2 separate regions of the Capsicum annuum genome follow, and region 1 is linked to region 2. The links are chromatin contacts, called in public Hi-C maps. All regions are on one chromosome and are shown on one strand. Each heading gives the region's core, a stretch centred on a gene start, on an enhancer-like site or on the middle of the called end of the contact. The rest is flanking DNA. Distances are from core to core; before and after follow the strand shown.

Region 1 (4,633 bases), core at 2,054-4,553, 58 kb after region 2:
ATGCCTTATCCCGAAAACCAACAATGCGCAAACCCTAAATAAATTTTTCCCTATTAGCCTGTGCAATACATCCTATAAAATAATCACTAAAATTATATCCAGGAGACTTAGGCCCTTGATGGATAGAATTATAGGTCCTTGCTAAGCGAGGTTTCTTAAAAATAAACAAGTTACTGACAATGCTATCATTATTCAAGAAATCGTACGCTATTTCAAAAGAATGAAAGGAAAAAAAGGTAACCTGCTATTAAAAATTGATCTAGAGAAAGCCTTTGATAAAATCGAGTGGTCTTTCATCTGGAACACTCTCCATTACTTTAACTCTCCTCAAAATATCATTAATCGGATAATGTCTTGTATATACACCAGCTCGATCGTTGTCCTCGTCAACGGTACCAGAACCGAATATTTTAATCCATCAAGGGGAATCCACCAAAAAGACCCTATGTCCCCGTACATATTCATCCTCTGAATTGAGGTTTTGGCCCACAATATTAATGAGGAACTAGATAATAGCTTGTGGGACCCTATTGGAATCTCTAGGAGTGGCCTGACACTATCCCACCTATTCTTTGCAGATGACCTCGTCCTTATGACTACTACGGATAAAAAAAGTTAAAACACTGAACAAAACTCTGGCAAACTTCTGCAAATGGTCCGGGCAAAGTATTAACTTTGAAAAATCAAAAATTTTGTTCTCTCACTTCTGCAATGACTCAACCAAAGCCGACATCTCCACTATCTTTAATATTAGACCTTGTAGAAGCTTTGGCAAGTATCTTGGCTTCCCGATCTTGCATAACAAACCTACTAATGGGGACTTCCAATTTATTATTGACAATTTAAAAAATAAATTGGCGGGATGGAAATCGAATTTTCTCAACATGGTCGGTAGAACAACCTTAGCAAAAGCATGCCTTAATAGTATCCCTACCCACATCATGCAATATATTAAGCTCCCGGGGGACATAACCAATCAAATTGATAGAATACGGAGGCATTTCATTTGGGGATCCACAGATTCTAAGAAAAAATTACACCTTATCGCTTGGGATACCCTATTAATACATAAAGGAGTAGGCGGTTTAGGAGTGCACAAAGCTTCCATAAGGAATAAATCAATGCACGCTAAGTTGGCTTGGAGGATCTCTAATAAGCCAAATAGTTTGTGGGCATCTGTGCTGCTCCACAAGTACGCCAAAGGTTCAAAGATTGAGGAGAAGCGCTGGCTTAGCACACCTGGAAGCACAATATGGAATAATACTAAACAAGGTTGGAATGTGTGTGACAGTTACTCCTCCTAGGAGCTGGGTGATGGCAAGAACATTAGATTCTGGACTCATACCTGGTCCTCCTTCGACAAACCCTTAGCTAGTATTCTGCACACGCCCTTAGATAAGGATAAGGATAAGGTTACATTGAGCATCCTGATAGTAAATGGTAACTGGAATCTCAAAGCCATCGATTACCCTCTTCCCACTCATATAAAAGATGCTATTCTAGCGTCTGTAATTCATGACAGCCCTAGGATTCGAGATAAAAGAGTTTTCTCCGTAGTTAGTAACGGTAAGTTCTCCATTGGGGCAGTCTACCAAAGAATGCTTGCTGACCACCTCAATACTCCTCTAGACACTCGACATTTTGAATGGATTTGGAAGATAAAATGTCCTAACAAGTTGAAATTCTTTAACTGGCTTTGTTTTCATAAAAGACTTCCTACGAGTTGGTACCTAAACCATATAGGCCTTGAAGTTAACCCTCTTTGTAAACATTGCCAGCAGCCCAAAACTATTAGGCACATTTTCCTTGAGTGTACTAGTGCATTACAATTCTGGGAAAATATTAATATGACATCCCCTATAGCCCGCCTTAGACAGCAAACTTCGAAGATTGGCTTGATCGATGTAGGGCAATGAAAGGCATTAGGCTTGGTAAATACCAGGAATGGCATAAACCCTTCCAGTTTTATTTTTGGAATATTTGGTTAACTCAGAACAACAACCTGTTTAATAACTAAATAATGCTTATCCTTACTGATATGCCCTATAACAATGCTATGGAATTCTATCTTTTAACTACCACTACAAAAAAATAAATCCATGAAAATGTTCTTTCCTGGACGCCCCCTACGGTTGGTTTAAAACTGAACATAGATGGAGCTTTTGATCATGTAACTAGAACTGGTGGGGCGGGGGGAGTATTTAGAGATAATAATGTTGACTGGGTGGTAGGTTTCAGCACTAGAGTTAGTGTCCAATCTCCCCTTAAAGAAGAATCTATGGCACTCTATTTGGGTCTCAAAATGGCCTTACACATGCATTTTGATTTTCTGATAATTGCAACTGACTCTGAAAACCTGGTATCTGCATGCAAGAATAATTTGGAATCTAACAACAACATCATTCTTCTATGCAGGGATCTTCTTCGGGAGTTGGAGAACCGGCGATGCACCGTGAGTTCAGGCTTCTAAATAGGGTTGCGGATAAGTTAGCAAAGAATGGTAGAAGGAAGGAAGCAGGAAGGCAGTGTGTGCCTGTTGTTAATACAAAATGTACTAATATTAGTAGCTTCAAACATAATGTAAGAAGTAGTAGTTCCAGTATGGAACAAGATCTGCAGCCAGGTGTTTTTGTATAATGTACAACGCTAGCAACATTACTATTATTAACGAATCATCCTTTTAACCAAAAAAAAAAGTCATAGCAATAATGATCTTACTAAAGGTCAACTATTATTTTTCAAAAGTCTATTTGTTTTGTATATATTTTCTATTGATTAAAAATAGATCTTCTAATAAACATTAATTTCGTGATTCCAATTTAGTTGTAAATACTATTACACATTTTTGGCATTTTTGTACAGAATAATATAAGCTACACTCAATGATTTATTATTTTTACGGAAAAGGATAAAAAATGCCCCTGAACTATTTGAAATTAATTAAAAATACCCCTCGTTAGTTTTTGGCTCAAAAATACCCCTCCGTTAAATATTTAGCTCAAAAATATCCCTCCACTTAACAGAATTCCACCAGCATGCCACCTAGGTAAAAAAAAAAAGAGAAGCCACGTGACCATGGCACATCACTATCCACGTATAATATATTTTTTTTAATTATATGACATTCATTTCTTCTTCAAGCTTTGCTTTGCTTCAATCAGAATTCCAACTTAACCCAAAACCACATCAATATATTCTTAACTTCTGGTAGAAAAAATTTCAACTTTTGTTGAATTCGTAACCCAATAAGAACAAAAAAATACATGATCCGTCCATAAATTAGAACAAAGAATGAAAGGCAGTCGATCTGTTGAAATTCCATCATTAAAGGTGATTGCGGTGAAGTATTGCAGTCGATCTGTTGAAGATTCAGCTCAAAAATTTGAATATATTGACCCTTTTCCGTTTTTTTGATCAATTTCAGATAGTTCATGAGTATTTTTGACCATTTTCTATTTTTAATAATATTTTAAGAGTCATATACTTTTAAAATTTTGGTACTTCCTAAATTTTTGTATTCTAATACTTTTATATTTATTTCTAGATTTTTTAAATCTTTTTAAAATCTAATAGTTGATTTAGAATTCTTAAATAGGAGAAAAAGTATTTAGTTGTCACTAATTCTAATAACTTATAATATGAAAAGATTTTACCATAAATATATTTAATTAATTTTTAACTCTTAAATGTTAGAAAAATAGTGAAAAGATGATTTTTTCTAAAACAAAAACTTTTAATAGAGGGCAAAAAGTTCAAACAATATTTTTAAGTTAGTGTACATGTTTTGCACCTGTGTATCACGTTAAATAATAATACCCATCCGTCTCAATTTAAATGAATAAGTTTGACTTGACAAGAAGTTAAGGAAGAAATAAAACTTTTAAAACTTGTTGTCTAAAATAAGTCGAAGATGTTTATCTGGCTACAAATAATTTAGAGGCAAATGGTTTTTAAAATTAAAGTGATACAGAATATAAAAATATATCATTCTTTTTGGAAACTAACTAAAAATGAAAGTGAGATATATAAATTAGGATCAAGTGAGAAAGATGAGATATAAAAATAACGAAAAAGGGTCAAAAATATCCTGAACTATTTGAAATAGATCAAAAACACCCCTCATTAGTTTTTTGGCTCAAAAATACTCCTTCGTTAAATATTTAGCTCAAAAATACCCCTCCACTTAACAGAATTCCACCAGCATGCCACCAAGGTAAAAAAAAAAAGCCGCGTGCCATGTCACGTCATCATCCATGTGTAATTTTTTTTTTTAATTATATGGCATTCCTTTCTTCTTAAGCTCTGCTTTGCTTCCTTCAGAATTCCAACTTAACCCAACACCACATCAATATATTCATAACTTCCTGTAGAAAAGATTCCAACTTTTGTTGAATTCTTAACCCAACAAGAACGAAAAATATATAATCCGTTCATAAATTAGAAAAAAGAATGAAAGGCAGTCGATCTGTTGAAATTCCATCATTAAAGGTGATTGCGGTGAAGTGTTGCAGTCGATCTGTTGAAGATCCAGTTCGAAAATTTGAGGAAGAAAAATAAAAGTGTGAACATAAAGAGTTGAAGATCATCATTGCCCATCAGACAGAATTACAGCACTGCAAAATTAAGAGAAAAA
Region 2 (5,019 bases), core at 644-3,143:
TCATAGTCTACGTACCACCTTCAAATTAACAAGCTTTTAACTGGTTGCAGCATGTTATAGAATTAACAATCGAAGAGAGAACACACACATTTTATTAGAGATCTATTCCAAAATAATGTAACTGAACTATTTACTTAACTGAGAAAAATAAGGGGAAGAAAACACAAGTGTAAAGATAGAATCAAAGAATATCAGCTGAAATTTATTCATTGAGATGTACAAACATTTACAGAATTCCACAACTGAAAAAAATGTAAGAATCAGTAAAATATAAATTGGTTAGATGATAAGGTTAGCAGCTGGGACTTTAATGTGATCTTCGTAGCTTCCAACCAAGTCGCTTAATTTCCAGAAACAGCCACCAGGGGACAAAAAATTGCTCCATAACTTCCATGTATGCACCATAGCCTTGAATTTTTCAAACTTATCGACAATGGTCTTGCTCCTTAAAATGAGAAGAATCAGTTCTTCTTACTCATCGGAAAAGAGTCTGCGAATGCTTTAATAAAGTATTTAGAGGCTTGTTTTGAGCTTTACATAACAAATTCCTCACACCTGCAGTCACCTATTTATCTCCAATTCCAAGATCAAGAATCAGAAAATGAATACCATTATGCATATATATAAGTTTCTTCAATAAATAGTTAATTCAAATTCAACCTTTCCCAAGCTTTGCCTTGCATAAGGAACAGCTCTTTGATATCCGATAGCACTTGTCGATGGAGGAGATTTCCGGCTTGTTTCTTCTCTGCATGGAGATTTCCCTTTGCTACTCCTTGTTGTTATTGAGGAAGGACTATTCTGCCACTTATTATCGATCGGAGAACTTGGAAAATTTTGCTGATAACAAAATATCAAATCCAAGAAATAAGTTTTTCTTTTCTTGAACACTAAATTGTTGCTAGTCCAAAATAGATCCAACAAAAGCTAGTGCATTTTGATCAATTTGCATACCACTTGGCTTCTACTTCTTGTAGTAATGCTGGAAGTGGTTTGACAATTCCCAATTGACAAATCTGGTAGACTTGATTCCTAACATTAGAAAAGAATCATATTAAGCAAAATATAATCAAACATGGAAAGCTATGCCAAAGTAAGCAAATATATGGACATACAAGAAATAGAACTGTTGCACAATGTTTTAGGACTTCCAAATTCATCCGAACATCGTCCAAGCTCCTGCCGTTAACGATAAATAATCAAAATTAGGATCCAATTTCATGAAAAATCATGAATTTTAAACATAAAGTTTAAAATTTTTAATCTAACCTGTGCCTTTGCTCTCCGAGATCAAAGTAAGCTGCCAATGAAGCCATCTACAATAAAGAATGATTTAAGAAGCCACGGTCAAAATAAAACTTTGTATTGAGTGAATGTTCATGTCTACCTTCATGTTTCCAGCTCTTTTACCAAATTTCTGGGTCAAAACACCTAAAGAATCGATAATTCCAACAGGCACAGGTGTAGGGCGACCAATTTCAGCGAAAGCAGCTTTAATACGAACACAATCAAATCTCTGTATATTATGACCTGCCCAAATCCTACCATCCAAAATACTGAAGATCTTGTCTGCAACTTGTTCAAATGAAGGTGCATCAGCAACTTCTTTTCGCGTGATCCCACCAATTCTGCCCGACTTTAACCCCACAACTGACAAATCCCCTGGTCTAATAAGAGTGCAGTAGCTCTCAAGTTCAACAAGCTTTCTTGAACAAACTACCATTGCACCAAATTCCAACACCCAAAACTTCTGTCCAGGTTTCGATGGTACGTTTGTTTCCAAGTCAAAAAACACAATCTCTGATGACCTTTTGTTGCTTGAAATGTTAGGGATTTCCATTTTTTTTTCTTTTCCTTTAGAGGTTCAACAAGTTGCAAGATAATTTGTTATTTGATGAAGTGATGGAAATGATGGTCCATTTGTCTCTCTCTATATATATATATGCTGAACGAAAATGAAAGAATATTCTTTCATGTGTAACAGAGACATTAATTGGTAGATTGTCTTGTAATTCAAGTTAGACTAAGTTTAGGTGTTTGTACAAAGTTGTCCTTAGCTTCTATCTGATGATGTCCTTTCTTAAGGGAATTCCAGTTAGGTAACATTCTCTCAATGGTATTGTCTACATGATATTAGTTGGATTGCCTTGTCATTTCAAAAAATTCACTTGCATATTCCAAATTAAGTATCTAAATATATAAATGTTCTCAATATCAATTATTCAAAGAGAACTTTTCTAATACTAACTTCATCTTCTATTTGGAGATAAAATTGAATTCACTAGTTATAGGCTATTTTGCTAGTATGCTACTATATATGATCTTAGTAGAATATGACGAAGAGCAGTTTTGAAAATGATCAACTTACGTTTCTAATAATCAAACATGGATATTTTCTCTTATTTATAAGCGGGAGTTAAAAGCAGTCCAAGCACGAGATCGACATGCTTGCTTGTACTGCCTGCTTCAACTGTGTAATTTTACTATATCACCCCTAATTAATTATTATAAGTCATTTACATATTAAAAAATTAATAATATTTAATAAAGATAAGCAAAATAGACATTTCTGACATGTCTGCTTCAGCTGCTTCAATCGTAACTTTACTATATCACCCCTAATTAATTATTATAAGTCATTTAAGTATTAAAAAAATAATATTATTTAATAGAAAAGATAAAATAGCCACTAAAATGATAAATTAACTTTTGATGTTTTAAATTAACTTAAAATCTTATATGAGGCCCATTTATTTATTTTTTTCATAAATATTTTTTATAGTAATTTTTCTATAACAGTTCTAATTAGTTAATTATAAGTTATGTCCGTTTTGTGTTTCCATCGTGATATAGTAAGTTAACCTGTTGAAGCAAGCACGAGGTCGACATGTCTGTTTGTGCTGCCTGCTTCAACTATTTCAACTGTGATTTTACTGTACCACTCCTAATTAATTATTATAATTCATTTACATATTAGAAAATTAATAAATATTTAATAAAAAATAAAATAGACATTTACGACATGTCTGTTGCAGCTATTTCAATAGTAATTTTACTAAATCATCCCTAATTAATTATTATAAGTCCTCTAAAGTATTAAAAAATTAATAATATTTAATAAAAAAAGTAAAATAGACATAAAATGATAAATTAACTCTCGATGTTTTAAAGTAACTTGACGTCTTATATCAGGCCCACTTAATTTTTTCACAAGTGTTTTTGTATAGTAATTTCGTTCTATGGATTCTAATTACTTATTATAAGTCATTTAAGACATGTCTGTTTCGTTGCTTCCATCGTGATTTTATTATATCACCCATAATTAATTATTACTGTCATCAAAGTATTAAAAAAATTAATAATATTTCATAAAAAGGTAAAATGAATGCAAAATGATATATCGACATAAAAAATTTGATTGAATATCAAAATTATATTAGTGTCATACAAATTGAGATGTGACAGAAAGACATAAAGTAGCATATATTATTTGAAAATGAGATAAAAGTATTGCAAACCACAATAATTAATAACTTAATATAAAAAAAATATATATACAAAAAAATTAATTGGCTATCAAAATTTTATCACATAAACTAGGATGGAGAGAGTATTCACATCTTATTAAAAAATTATGTAAAAAATATTATAAATCACATAAGTAAAAACTTAAAAAATTTAAAAGATATCAAATATTTGGCTGACTCTTGAAATTATATCAATCACTTAAACTAGAATAGAAAAAAAATATTATAAATCACAATAATTTAAAATTTAAATTATTTCAGTTATTGATTATCTAAAATTCATTTGTATTAGATAAATTAATATTAAAAAATAATATATATTGGGCTCGTGCTGACACGGATCATCGATATCTAGTAGAAAGTATAAAGAATACTCCCTCTTTCTAGTTTTGTGACATACCTTCTGTTAAAAGAGAATGGTAATTAAAAATAAATTAACTTTACCCTTCTAATTTTATCTTTAATCAAAAAAATTTTAAATCAAATATGGTATAACATGTTAAGGATCACAAGTTTTAAAAGTTTATAATCATACAAATGTTATAATATGTTTATAACACAAGTTTCAAAATTTATAAATTATGTATCGACTCAAACTATGTCACGTGAATTAAAGCTGAGGAAGCACCATAAAAGAAAACATACAAATTTATAAGAGAAAGGACATTATTTTTCCCTGAACTTGTTCGCTCAACTTACTTTATCATTTAAACTAAACTTTCATTTATTTATCCCCTTAACATCTTTAAAGTGTATCAGTTTCACCTCTAATGCTAACGTGACATTTTCAAGAAAAAAAAAGCACATATATTTCTAAAAAAAAATAATTTCACTTATATTATATTTAAAATATAATAAAATTTAAAAAAAATAAAAAAAATAGACATTTATTTCTTCTTTCTTCTCCAAAACATCAACAACGACAACACTCAAATTCCTCCATTAACAACCTCAAATACATTCTTCACCAACACTCTCCTTCAATTCTTTTCATTTTCCTCCATTAACACCACCAAAGAACAACCATGAAGACACTAAATTAAAATTTTTCCTCCATTAAACACCATCTCAACCTTCAATCTAACTCCACCAAAATTTGAACAAAAATTGAATTAAATTGATGATTTTATTTTTGAACACTTATTATCAAAACTTGGAAAAATTGATTACCTTTGAAATATATTCAAAATTTTTTGCTAAATTATTTAAAAGAATATTTGGACTTTGGATCTTTACAATTGTTCGAACTTCGAAGCACTTAATGTGTAAACAAAATGATAATTTAAATGTAAATTGATTATTTTGTTTGTATACTTGGCTCCACTTTGACAGTTTGAAAGGGGAGTTTGCAGGGGTGGAGGCTGGACCGACGGGGAGGATGGGGTGGGGGCAGATTTGAACAAGAAGGGGGAAGGAGGGGGGGCTAAAGAAAGGAAAAAAAGGTGTTTGTAGGGATGGGGTGGACGGGGGTGTCTTCAAGAGTGGGGGTGGA

What was found. Hi-C and Micro-C count contacts between places; a contact is called where the count stands out from the background.
Region 1: a contact with region 2 is called in a Hi-C map of leaf, with 1.9 times the contacts expected there. The contact joins the enhancer-like site here to the promoter of LOC107849881 in region 2. A contact is called at or near these places in 4 of 5 Hi-C or Micro-C datasets (bud, leaf and placenta).

Annotation. Positions count from the first base shown.
Region 1 is chr12:65,819,393-65,824,025 of UCD10Xv1.1, forward strand. No RefSeq gene overlaps it. Among protein-coding and RNA genes, the nearest start is that of LOC107849881, 57 kb to the left of the region's middle. Within about 2 kb of position 3,304, at least 3 of the 5 cell types and tissues checked have an H3K27ac peak or open chromatin away from gene starts, as enhancers often do. A contact at or near this core is called in leaf, where this site is marked.
Region 2 is chr12:65,763,009-65,768,027 of UCD10Xv1.1, forward strand. It overlaps LOC107849881 (protein NEN4), which reads right to left and starts at 1,894. Exons shown (of 6, transcript XM_016694413.2): 1 at 1,388-1,894; 2 at 1,270-1,316; 3 at 1,116-1,179; 4 at 955-1,032; 5 at 661-840; 6 at 179-565. The coding sequence starts at 1,840. The coding sequence ends at 476.